Regions from separate parts of the Mus musculus genome. Here regions 1, 3 and 4 are each linked to region 2. Evidence: chromatin contacts called from public Hi-C, HiChIP or PLAC-seq and promoter capture Hi-C data. All regions are on one chromosome and are shown on one strand. Each heading gives the region's core, a stretch centred on a gene start, on an enhancer-like site or on the middle of the called end of the contact. The rest is flanking DNA. Distances are from core to core; before and after follow the strand shown.

Region 1 (2,700 bases), core at 84-2,583, 1.3 Mb before region 2:
TAGACTTTACATGCCAACATCCCTGTACACTCTGACCCCAAGCCTAACCAACATTAGAGATGGGGACAGCTTTTGATTGTGTCAGGAATCTTGCACCAAAGACTTTCCCTTAGAGCCAACGAGGCACACAGCCTTTTCTAGCAAAATGACTCCAAAATTACTTATTAATTATATACATACTTGTTACTTTATCATCCATTGATATGATTTCTCTCATACAAATACTTTTTTTTAAGTCTCATCTGTCAACTAACACAGACAGTAGTCATTAATAGTGTGACTAATCAAACATACAAATAAAATACATCCACACGTGCCTGCTGGCATTTCAGTTACTTAAACACAGAGGGAAAAAAAGAAAGATGTAAATCACCACAGTCACAATGTGAACGATGAACTTCACTGTGTCTCAGCACAGCACAGAGGGAAAGGCCAGGATCGTCATGCACTGCAGTGGCAGGCTGTTGTCATCTCCCTCTGGGGACAATTCATGGGGCACTGCTGGGTACCACAAGTCACTGCTGTCAACACCAATGCTTGGCTGCAAAGGGTGACAAGGATCCATGCATGTGGATAATATATATAATATTCACTAGTCACTTTTAACCCACAGTTTGAGCCTGTAGACTCTTTCTTTAACCCTTTGCTGGGAAAAAACTTAGGGCATTAGCCTACCGACAAAAGAAAGACCCAACAAGCTGGCTCGGACACCCTGATTGTCTGGGGAGCCCAGGTTACCCCACAGCCAGCAGTGTCTAGATTGTGCTCTGGAGTGTGGGAGATTGGAATTCTTAGCTAGACTGGTGTCAAGCTCCTGGGGTTTAGAGTCCACTTCCTGGGTTCTTTTCTGACTGTGCAGTTGGTACTGATCCAGCGAGCGTGGGGGCAGGGTCAATGGGGCAGCCCCTGCATGCAACAGAATAGAGATGAGTGCAGAGGACACTGAGGCAGGGGCGGACCGCATCTGTGTCTCCTGCTCATCTCTGAGTCCTAGGAAGACTGACTGAGCTCAACTCCCAGTATATGATCTGAGAATTTTGATTTAAATGTGGACTTGGGTCATGGTGGATGTCATATGACTTACTGGAATAATTTTCTATGCTGCTGCTTTGTAACTGTGCAGAATTTATATGCCAACATCCCTTTGCACTCTGACCCCAACTCTAACCCTAATGGCTTTTGATTGCTTAGTTTTTGCTTGCAGATCTGGCTATTGACCACAAGAGGGCAGTAGCAACCTACAAATCTTTACGGCACGCTCAAAGGCGCGGATTCTGTGTTTGCTTGTCTCAGGCGGAAATATGCATATTTTTGGAAGTCTTTCTTTTCTCCACAGGGGCCCTGGGAAGACCTTGAGAAGTTATTTCACCCCAGGTGATGCCTTCAGCCAGAACCACATTAAATCAGCACAGATGGCTCTCTCTGGGCTCAAGAGCAAACGGCAGTTTATTTGTAAAAGCTGAAGTTAATAATGATAATGATGTACAATAGATATGATAAAGGAAAACCCTGATAGATTTATTTTAACAGGAGAGACGCTCTCCTTGTCTCCACGATCAGTGTTATCTGTCCAGGAAGCTTAAATGGAGACAAATTAGGAATTCAGCAACAGGAGCAAGCTTTGGGGAGATCACACGGAAGGTCAGGTACACGGGAGAAGCCACATGGCTGCCAGGCTTAGAGAGCAATTAGTTGGGGTTCTGTCTTAAAAAATACAGGAGAAAAAAAGGCAGATAGCACCATGGAAATGAAGTATCTTTCTCTTGCTTTCCCTTATCCCAGCCGTGTTTCCCTTGGTGGGACATGTGCCCTCCTACTATGGAAAACTCAGTGTGTGCCAAGCCTTTCCCCCTAAGAGTGTCCTGAACCCCACTGCAGCTCAGGATGGGTCCAAAGCATTGATTGATCAAGGCAATAATCAATTGATCAGGGCAACAATCAATTGGTCTCCCTGATTGTTCATTACCACAAAGCCCAACCTTCTCATAAAATACCAAGTACACATAAAAGAATATAAACTGCACGTGCACATGTGTGTGTGTGTGTGTGTGTGTGTGTGTGTGTGTGTGTGTGTGTGTGAGGAAACCAGTAAAATAGCTTGTCCAGACTACACACTGTTGCCGCCGTACTGCCACAGGGCCAAAGTCGACTTCAGATTCGTGTCTGCAGGTGGACCGTGTAAAGCCCACTGGACACATTCACACCAGCCTCCCTGTCTGTGACACCCACCACGCTCTGAGTCCCGGTTCCTCCGCTGAACATAGTTGGAGCCCTGGGAGTGTGGGGAGCAGGGGAGCAGCTTCAGGCCGTCAGGATGGAGACACAGCAGGATACGCTGTCTGTCACAAACCCCTATCAGCTTATGTGTGCAGAGTGTAGTGTAACTGGTTGCTGTGTTGTTATGGTTGCTAGGGATTGTTACTCACTGTTAAGGGCCTGGAAGGAAAGCTTCCTTCTTAATCATAAGGCATTATAGAGTGGAGAAGGCCCTGTGTTTCCACACTCCCAAGGCTGTCAGCAAGAAAGGCTGCAGTCTGGGATCCTACGGTCTGGGAAGGCAGAGCTGATTGCCTTCTCTCTCTCTCTCTCTCTCTCTCTCTCTCTCTCTCTCTCAGTCTCTCTCTCAGTGTTTTTCTGACACTAATTTCTGCCCTGGCCACCCCGGAAGGCTGTTCCACCCTATGTCATGTTCCAGATTAT
Region 2 (2,742 bases), core at 25-2,524:
CAATGGAAACCCTGAGGCAGTACGTGAATGAATAAATGGGGAAAGTCACAGAAATGAAATTACGTATGGCACAACAGAGGAATCTCAGTAGAATCTATACAATAAGAAGGAGACGAAAAACTCTGATTCAATTTAAGTGAAAGTTAAGAAAACACAAGTTTGTTTCTAGTGACAGAAAGGTTAGTACTGGGCAAAGGGGGTCTGCTGAATGGCTGAAAGGTATGACTGTAAAGAGTAAGGAAGTTTTTAGAGGTGGTGTTTATTATCTTGATTGTACTGATGGTTTAAGGGCATGGACGTGGTAGAAGTTAACAAATTATGTCCACGTTAAATGAGTGGGTTTACTATACACCCTTTATTGGGATAAAGCTATTCATTTTTGAGACAGGGTCTCACCATGACGATCTGGCTGGCCTGGTACTATTTAGGTAAACTGGGGTGGGCTTGAACTCAGAGATCACCAGGGAGTGGACGACCTCTGCCCTGTCCCCCGCCCTATGCTGGAAATTTTTTTAATGCTATTTTTAAAACCCCAAAAGAGAAATCAATTATCGTGACAACTGATCAAGTATCTAATCAATTATCAGTATACTAAAAAGTTGTACTAGAACATCGCCACCACCAGACGTGCATAGGGATTTTCCTGGATGTCTTGCAAAGATACAGTCAGTAAAGTGGGGACCAATGAGAGAGAACTGTTGTTGGTCCAGTCGGGTCACCTAAGCGGGTATAGCTGGTGTACATGTCTCTGGGACGAAAAAAACCAACACCTCAAGAAGAATTGGAGAAGGGATGCAGGATAATGCAGAACAGGAATACCATCTCCTCACTCTCGTTCAAGAGGGTTCCAGGGGCCAAATGCATCCCCAGTAGTGCGCTTTGTAGTTGTAAATATCTGTGTCTGTTGGAATTGGAGAGTGACGGTTGTTTTTGTGGAGCGAGGTGGGTTAGCCCACGTGAAAGCTGGAACGCTTAATCAAGAAGGGAACTATTCCTGTGCCCACAAACCACTTCACCACAACCAACAGGGAATTCCGAGTCTCTAACCCCGGCGTCTTTCCCGGAACTCCCGGATCCACCGATCACGTCCACCTCATCATCATCATCTTCTTCCGCCCGGAAGGGTTTCATTCGCCTACACTAGGAAGACTTCTCTCCCAGCCACCGCGCACCTCACCGCAACGCGCAGCCGCGGAGGCGTCGCTTTACGGCCGGAGGGGGCGGGGTGTCAACGTGCGGCACAGAAGGTGTTCGGGAGAGGCTAGGTTTTTTTGCGACAGGACGTAAGCGGCGACGGAGGTGGCGCGACAGCTGCTGGAGGGCCGAGGAGGCGGGTTTGTGTTTCCAGGGCCGAACCAGGATGTGGGGGGGCGCGGGTCCTGGGCTTGGGTAGCTTGGAGTCCCTCGGCTACAGCCATGAGTGAAGGGGATCGGCGAGGGGGGAGGCCTGGGGCGTCTTTGGGCGGTGGGTGGCTCCGAAGGGCTGGCGGGCCGGAGAGCCGGCTCTAGGCCGGCCATCTGACCCCGTGTCTTGCCCGAACTCGCAGAGCGGCGGGTCCTGTCCTCGCCATGAGGCCGCAGCAGGCACCGGTGTCCGGGAAGGTGTTCATTCAGCGAGACTACAGCAGCGGCACGCGCTGCCAGTTCCAGACCAAGTTCCCCGCGGAGCTGGAGAACAGGGTATGCAGCCCGGCTTCCCCTGCTCCTGGCCCTGCTCCTGGCCCTGCCCCTGGCCCTGGGGAGGGGAGAGTCCCTGGAGCGGGAGGGAGTGTCTCACGGTTCGGGAGAGCATGAGACGTCAGGATTCATGGGAAAAGATATACGAAGGAGGTACGGTCTAGTATTTGGAGAAAGACCACTAAGGCTAATGCTCAGAGTACAGTGATCATATAGAACTTTTAGGATGCTGGCCCGCAGTCCACCCAAGAGTGTCCTTAACAGGATGCCGACACACACACACACACACACACACACACACACACGGTACTTGACACCTGGTTGAAGCTCACACACACACACACACTCACTCAGTTATTGACATCTTGATGAGGTGCTAATTCCTGGAACTCCAGGCCACCTCATACCTCCTGTGGTAACCTATATCCTACTGCCTCAGACACGCGAAAGACAGCGTCATAGTCATGACTGGTATCTGTGGTCACTGTGCTGGTCATACTGTTCAGCTGAAAGGGTTTATTAGGGATGTGCTCGGCAGTCCAGACAGGCCTTCTTGGAACCTGAAAAACGTACACGGTCCCGGGCAGGAACGGCAAAGGAACTTGTAGCTGAACCAACCCTGACTCCCAGTCATTATCACTGGGAACTTCCTGTTTGCCTTGCATATCAAAACGGTCATGGGGCAGAGGTCCTTTGGGCAACCTTGTAAACAAAGATGAGATTTGTGTACCATTCCTTCAGATTTAACCACACCAAAAAAAAAACAAAAAAAATCTACTCGTCTACCCAATGTGATCCTCCTTTTGTTCTTCAGCGATATTACTCAGATTCTATTTCCTGTTCATAAATCAGTTTCTGAAGGATGAGGAACTTGGAGGGTAATTAAGCATGGTGTGGGTGTGGGGCTAAGAAATGCTGCTTGTGGACTAGGTAGGTGGAGATGAGTGTGTACTAGAGAAATGTGTGCCAGCCATTTAAAATCAGAGGGGTGGTTTGTAGGCTGGGTGTGTGGCTTAGTGCACAGAGCCTGTTTTTTCCAGGTTGAAGGCCCAGGGATCTATCCCC
Region 3 (2,700 bases), core at 152-2,651, 1.1 Mb before region 2:
CACTCTCCAATAAACCCCCCCCCCTCCTTGTCTTCATCTGATGACAATAGGATATTCTATCATTTGCTACTAACCCAACAGAGGTATTAAGATTAAGCTTTTATTTCCTCTAATTTTACTCAAATGAGAGTGAATAATTCTCTTATTTTCCATGAGTGTGGAAAAGTCAATACAGACTCATATACACACATATATACTCATATATCTCCTACACAGACACACACGTGTGCACATCCCCTGTACACATATATACACACACATACATACAGGCATTCATACATCTCCTACACACATATATCCCCTATACACATACATCCCCTACACATACACCACACATACATCCCATACACACACACACACACACACACACACACACACACACACACACACACACACACACAAATACATACATCCCCCCCGCCCCCAATCTTCTGGAGATAAGAAATCACCTTCACAGAGCTTAGGTATTTCAGAAAAGAAAACTCAGAGGAGGGTTAAATTGTCCTGTGTTACTCTGACACTTCAGGAAGGAATTATTTTCCAGGTGTCTTCTCAGGTGTCAATTAGTGATGTCCAGGACACCACGGTGAAGCAGAGCCCTTCACAGGGCAGCCACAAAGCAGGGGTGAGAATCCAGGGAGGAAGCAGATCCCAAAGCTCTGTCCCCTGTGACCTACTTCCTCCAACTCCCCACCCTGACCTTCCGTCCCCTCCTGTCATGCCACCATGTCATGAATGTAAGGGATTGAGCTACATCAGAGCTACCCTATTGCTTCTGCAGACTGCACCCATCCTGGACAGTCAGGGCTCGCCCTCCCTCATCCCCTAGGCATTTCCTAACCTATCGAGGTTGAGAATCACAGGGACATGTACAAGATGTTGGAATTGAGCCTCGAGTGCTGTAATGTTGCGAATTTACTAGGATCACGCAAAGCTCATGAGATTATTCTCTCGGAAGCAGACGCGAAGTGAGCCTCGGTCCACTACGGTGCTGTGTGATAAATGAGTGGCCCACTGCTTTCTTTTCTTTAATTGAAAAACCATTTGTCAACATGAAAATGTATTTCCATGGACAGATTGGTCTCCAGGAATTTCCTAAAGTAAACAGCAACACTGTTTTCATCGGTCTTTTGTCTTGTCTTTCAGGGGAGAAAGAACAGTTACATAAACAGAGAAGGTCTCCCTTCTCAGCCTTGATAATTCAGCCCCTGAGACACGGGCACCTTTCCTCCAGCCCCTGTCCTTCCCCAGTCCTTCCTTCCAGTCCCTCCTCCTTCCTCTCTGCTTTACAGCTTTGCTTCTGTCCTTCCGGAGAAGACTCCAGCCAGAGCTGTCTTTGCTCCCAGGGCTTCCCAGGCTCCGGCTCCCCCAGAGTGGAGGTTCTCCAATTGCCTTGTGTCTTCTGCCTCCTGAGTTTCCTTTGCAAACACTCCGGGGGTGGCGAGTCCTCTGACACCTGACCACAGGGAACACAGACTCGTTCCTTTCCTCTCCTCCCTGTTCTCCTCCTCCTTGCTTTCATTCTCTCAACCTCTCCCAAGGATTCAAGCGCTCAAAAAGTGTTTCATTTCACCTTAACAGTTGACTTTTTTATCTGTGAGATCGGCTGGGATATAATCCTAAAGTGAAACTAAATAAAGCCAGTGTCTTTTGGAATTTTATAGGAGGTATATTACTTTGCTCTAGCCTTTAGCCTTTGCCTGGGAAATGACAGTGGTTTCAAGCTTATAACTTAATAATGATTACCTTCGAGGCAGTCTCTTCAGTCAATAATCGGAGCCACTAGCTGACCTCCCAGGTGACCATTCAATGATTAAAAATATTCCAGAGTTAATCATAGCCCAATTTTTAAAGAAACAAGAGCAGCCTCATTTTATTAGTAATAAACCCCACGGCACTTCTATGACAGCCCTTTCCCTGTACGCACAGGTAAGAATGAGGGGAGAAAGACACAGACTCTCTGTCTATTCCTATAAGAGTGTGCAAGAAAAGTGGCACACGTTCCACACATCATATTTATTAATTTTATTTTATTTTTTGTTATGGAATCTTCATATGTACTGTAATGGTTCATTTCAGTTGCCAACTAATTTAATTGAGAAAACAAACAAACAAAAAAGAGTTTAAAGAGATAGACACTGGGCACATTTGTGAGGGAATGTTCAGGAAGGTTCAGTTGAGGAGGGGAGGCCATGCCGGATGTCTTGTGCTGGGACTGAGGAGAAATCCACATGAGCACCAGCACCATCTATCTCTTCCTTCCTAACTGAGGGTGTGACATGAGCAGCCACCCAGCACTCCAGACAACACGCTTTCCCACGGTGATTGACTAAGACTCTCCTTAAACTAAGTTGAGGAAGATTATAAATATACACACACATTGGCAGACACATATGTATACAGACATATACACAGACTCTAGACACATATACACACAAAGAGACACACATATATACACATATATGTATACATACATACATACTTAGACACATAATACTCATACATGCATGCATACATATATACTTACACACACAAAGATACAGACACACATAAACACATACTCATACACACAGACTCACAGACACATACACACAGAGAGACACATATAGACACACACATCCATACATAATACATATATACACAGACACATACACAGACTCTAGACATATATACACACAGACAGACACATATAGACACACC
Region 4 (2,700 bases), core at 128-2,627, 1.2 Mb before region 2:
TGGACATCTCCTGGGATTTTGTAGAAGTTCCCTGCCCGTTATGTGCTTGAGCAACTCTGGCGCATACTTATCCACAGTGAACATTTCTTTCAGGTAATAGGAAGACACTGTAATTTCACATAATAGTCATATCTTCAAGTAATAAATTAAAAGTTGAAGATAGCATCATTCTGATTATGCTGAGTGATTCCAAAGTAGCCTTCAAAACAAAAGGTTTTGAAAAATGCAAAAGGTTTTGACATATGCAAAAATGTCTCACTCCTTTCTCCTAGTGAGACATAAACTTTATTAAGGTAAAATAAATGATTTTATTTCTATTTTATTCATTTAATTTAATTCTGAGACAGGGCATTCATTCCTGTGTAGTTCAGTCTGTCCTGCAGCTTGCTAGCCTGCCTCAGCCTTCTAAGACAGATGGGGTTATAGGTGTGTGATTTTCTTGACTATAAGTGAAATAACATTAAAAGTCCATTCTAGTTTCTTGGAGGACCAGAAAGGAGAGTAGAGATTTGAATCATAAAGAGGAATCTCTAGGTCAGAGGAAGGTGACATTTAGCATAGAACAGCTGTACGTATCTGAGTCTTGTGGATAGCAAAAGTAATAGATTAAAAGCGTGTAATGAAGATAGCAGCATTCTGATAATGCTGAGTGACTCCAAAGTAGCCCTCAAAACAAAAGATCAGCTCATTCCTTGTGGGCATTAAGTACCCACAGCACCACCATTAACCTTTGCTCCTTGCTTTTGAATAGTTGTTGCTGTCAATACTTACACAAGCTGGGGAGCTACCATCTGCCGCTATTACTGTTTAAATTGCAGTTCCCAGCAGAAATTACATACAGCACTCAGGTACAGTTTGAGATTTGTGCTTTCGGGCTGAGCCATGTCAGTAAACTTTAGCTCCAGAGTCAGACTTCCTGTCCTCCCAAGCATTTTTTTTTTTCTTCTGACTTCCTCACCCTCACCCTGATAGGGACAGGCAAAAGGCACACAGACCTAGGCTGCCAGGGTCTGGCCCACACTTTAAAACTTTTGTACTAATTGAAACTCTGTTGAGCTTGGCAGAACTCCTTGTTTCAATCGTAGGCAAAGATTTGGAGCCTTTTCTTTTCTCTCTCTCTCCTGATTTCGGCTTCTGGAAGGAAGAGCCAGTTTGTAAGGCACAATGCCGTCTGAGGTGTAAAGAGGCAAGCTTGTAGCCAGCTATCTCTAAACAAGCTTTGAAATGCATTCTAGCATCCGGAGCCAGATCTTTGGCAAGGCAACTGTTAATGTTCTGTGGTTTTTTCCTCCCTGGGATCAATGTGACGTCACCAGTGTAATTTGAGTCCCGAGCTTTGTTCACCCTTTAAATAGCCGTCCTGGGACGATTTTTACAACAGACTCCCCTGGAAGTGCCCAAGCTGAGCCGTGGAAGACCCACATCGATGAAAGCCAAGCCAAGCCATCAAGCCACCAGCATGTCCTCGTCTCTTCGAGTAAGCCCGTCCATCCACGGCTACCACTTCGACACAGCCGCTCGCAAGAAAGCTGTGGGCAACATCTTTGAGAACATAGACCAGGAGTCCCTGCAGAGGCTCTTCAGGAACTCCGGAGACAAGAAGGCAGAGGAGCGGGCCAAGATCATTTTTGCCATCGACCAAGATTTGGAGGAGAAAACTCGAGCCCTCATGGCCCTGAAGAAGAGGACAAAAGACAAGCTTCTTCAGTTTCTCAAACTGCGGAAATATTCCATCAAGGTACACTGAGCACAGCAGGCTGGGCAAGAGCGTATCCACCAATGGACCTTTAAAGACCCAGTGAGCCTGCCAGCTCTGGCACGGGCAGTGTCCCGCGAAAAGGCTTGAGAGCTTCCTCCGACAGGACCCCGAGGATGGAAAGGGACATACATAACTCACCAGCTACACAGACTTGCAACTCATTGCAGCCCTGAGCTGTCCCACTGGGAGCCAAGTGCCTTCAGCAGGCGTTGAGAACTCTCACAGCAGGAAAGGACATAGCCTGAGAGGATGGAGGCACTGACCAGAACACTGCGTTTGTGGGGACTGAGTGCACGCACCCAGGGCCGTTGGCAAGGCCCTAAGACTAAACTCAAACCTAACTTGGTTTTTGTTCTTGTTGTTCGGTTTATTATTTTGTTTTCTTTTTTCTTTTCTTCCTTTTTTCTTTTTTTAAATATTGAAGTGGGGAGGGAGGGAAGAGAAGGAATATGAAGCATAAGTGGTTTACTGAAGTTTTGTGTGTTTTTTTTTTTAAATCTGAATGTTTAAAAATGTGGCTAAATCTCCGTGCTGTTTATTGGTCAAGATTTTTAGAGATCAGTAATTGTCTGCTTGCATTGAATACAATGGCTAAGACAGTGCACCCCCTGCTGTTAAAGTCAAAGAACTGGATGCCTGGCCCAGCCCAGTAAAACCCCACAGCATGGGCTATGTTTCTACAGGATTTGTACACACTTCAAAATGGTTTGCACAAAGCTGAAATAATGGGGCCCTTCATAAATCCGAAGGACTGTGAACAACTTTCGAATGTGCTTTTTAAAACTCTCTGACTAATGCTAAAATCTAATCTAATTAAATGTCCTCCAGACACTGTAGTAAGCATTAGGAAATGAATATGGGGGATTTTAGAAGGATGCTGTGGGTTTTTTAAAATTATTTATTATGCATTGTAAGTGATACATAGCCCTAATAAATTATTA

Evidence for each region. Promoter capture Hi-C pulls out the DNA fragments that hold promoters and counts their contacts. A called contact is a pair of places that touch in the nucleus more often than the background predicts. HiChIP or PLAC-seq counts read pairs in DNA pulled down with a chosen protein or histone mark.
Region 1: an H3K4me3 HiChIP or PLAC-seq map of forebrain shows a contact between it and region 2, with 35 times the contacts expected there. The contact joins the enhancer-like site here to the promoter of Golga7 in region 2. A contact is called at or near these places in 7 of 39 promoter capture datasets (the 3T3-L1 cell line, 3T3-L1-derived adipocytes, the C10 cell line and 3 more), 1 of 15 datasets of contacts at CTCF or cohesin (pro-B cells), 10 of 484 Hi-C or Micro-C datasets (B cells, the G1E-ER4 cell line, cerebellum and 3 more) and 3 of 115 datasets of contacts at active chromatin or transcription factors (embryonic forebrain, forebrain and large pre-B cells).
Region 3: a Hi-C map of nephron progenitors shows a contact between it and region 2, with 6 times the contacts expected there. The contact joins the enhancer-like site here to the promoter of Golga7 in region 2. A contact is called at or near these places in 4 of 39 promoter capture datasets (cranial neural crest, hippocampal neurons, liver and 1 more), 1 of 484 Hi-C or Micro-C datasets (nephron progenitors) and 2 of 115 datasets of contacts at active chromatin or transcription factors (astrocytes and embryonic forebrain).
Region 4: a promoter capture Hi-C map of liver shows a contact between it and region 2, with 5 times the contacts expected there. The contact joins the promoter of Tcim here to the promoter of Golga7 in region 2. A contact is called at or near these places in 6 of 39 promoter capture datasets (the 3T3-L1 cell line, cranial neural crest, embryonic stem cells and 2 more) and 5 of 115 datasets of contacts at active chromatin or transcription factors (astrocytes, embryonic fibroblasts, embryonic stem cells and 2 more).

What each region holds. Positions count from the first base shown.
Region 1 is chr8:24,523,819-24,526,518 of GRCm38.p6, reverse strand. No RefSeq gene overlaps it. Among named protein-coding and RNA genes, the nearest start is that of 9130214F15Rik, 22 kb to the right of the region's middle. Within about 2 kb of position 1,333, at least 35 of the 459 cell types and tissues checked have an H3K27ac peak or open chromatin away from gene starts, as enhancers often do. A contact at or near this core is called in cortical neurons and forebrain, where this site is marked.
Region 2 is chr8:23,255,612-23,258,353 of GRCm38.p6, reverse strand. Golga7 (golgi autoantigen, golgin subfamily a, 7) reads left to right here and starts at 1,274. Exons shown (of 5, transcript NM_020585.2): 1 at 1,274-1,680. The coding sequence starts at 1,570.
Region 3 is chr8:24,350,587-24,353,286 of GRCm38.p6, reverse strand. No RefSeq gene overlaps it. Among named protein-coding and RNA genes, the nearest start is that of Gm30633, 30 kb to the left of the region's middle. Within about 2 kb of position 1,401, at least 16 of the 459 cell types and tissues checked have an H3K27ac peak or open chromatin away from gene starts, as enhancers often do. A contact at or near this core is called in nephron progenitors, where this site is marked.
Region 4 is chr8:24,437,623-24,440,322 of GRCm38.p6, reverse strand. It overlaps Tcim (transcriptional and immune response regulator), which reads left to right and starts at 1,377. Exons shown (of 1, transcript NM_026931.3): 1 at 1,377-2,700. The coding sequence starts at 1,427. The coding sequence ends at 1,747.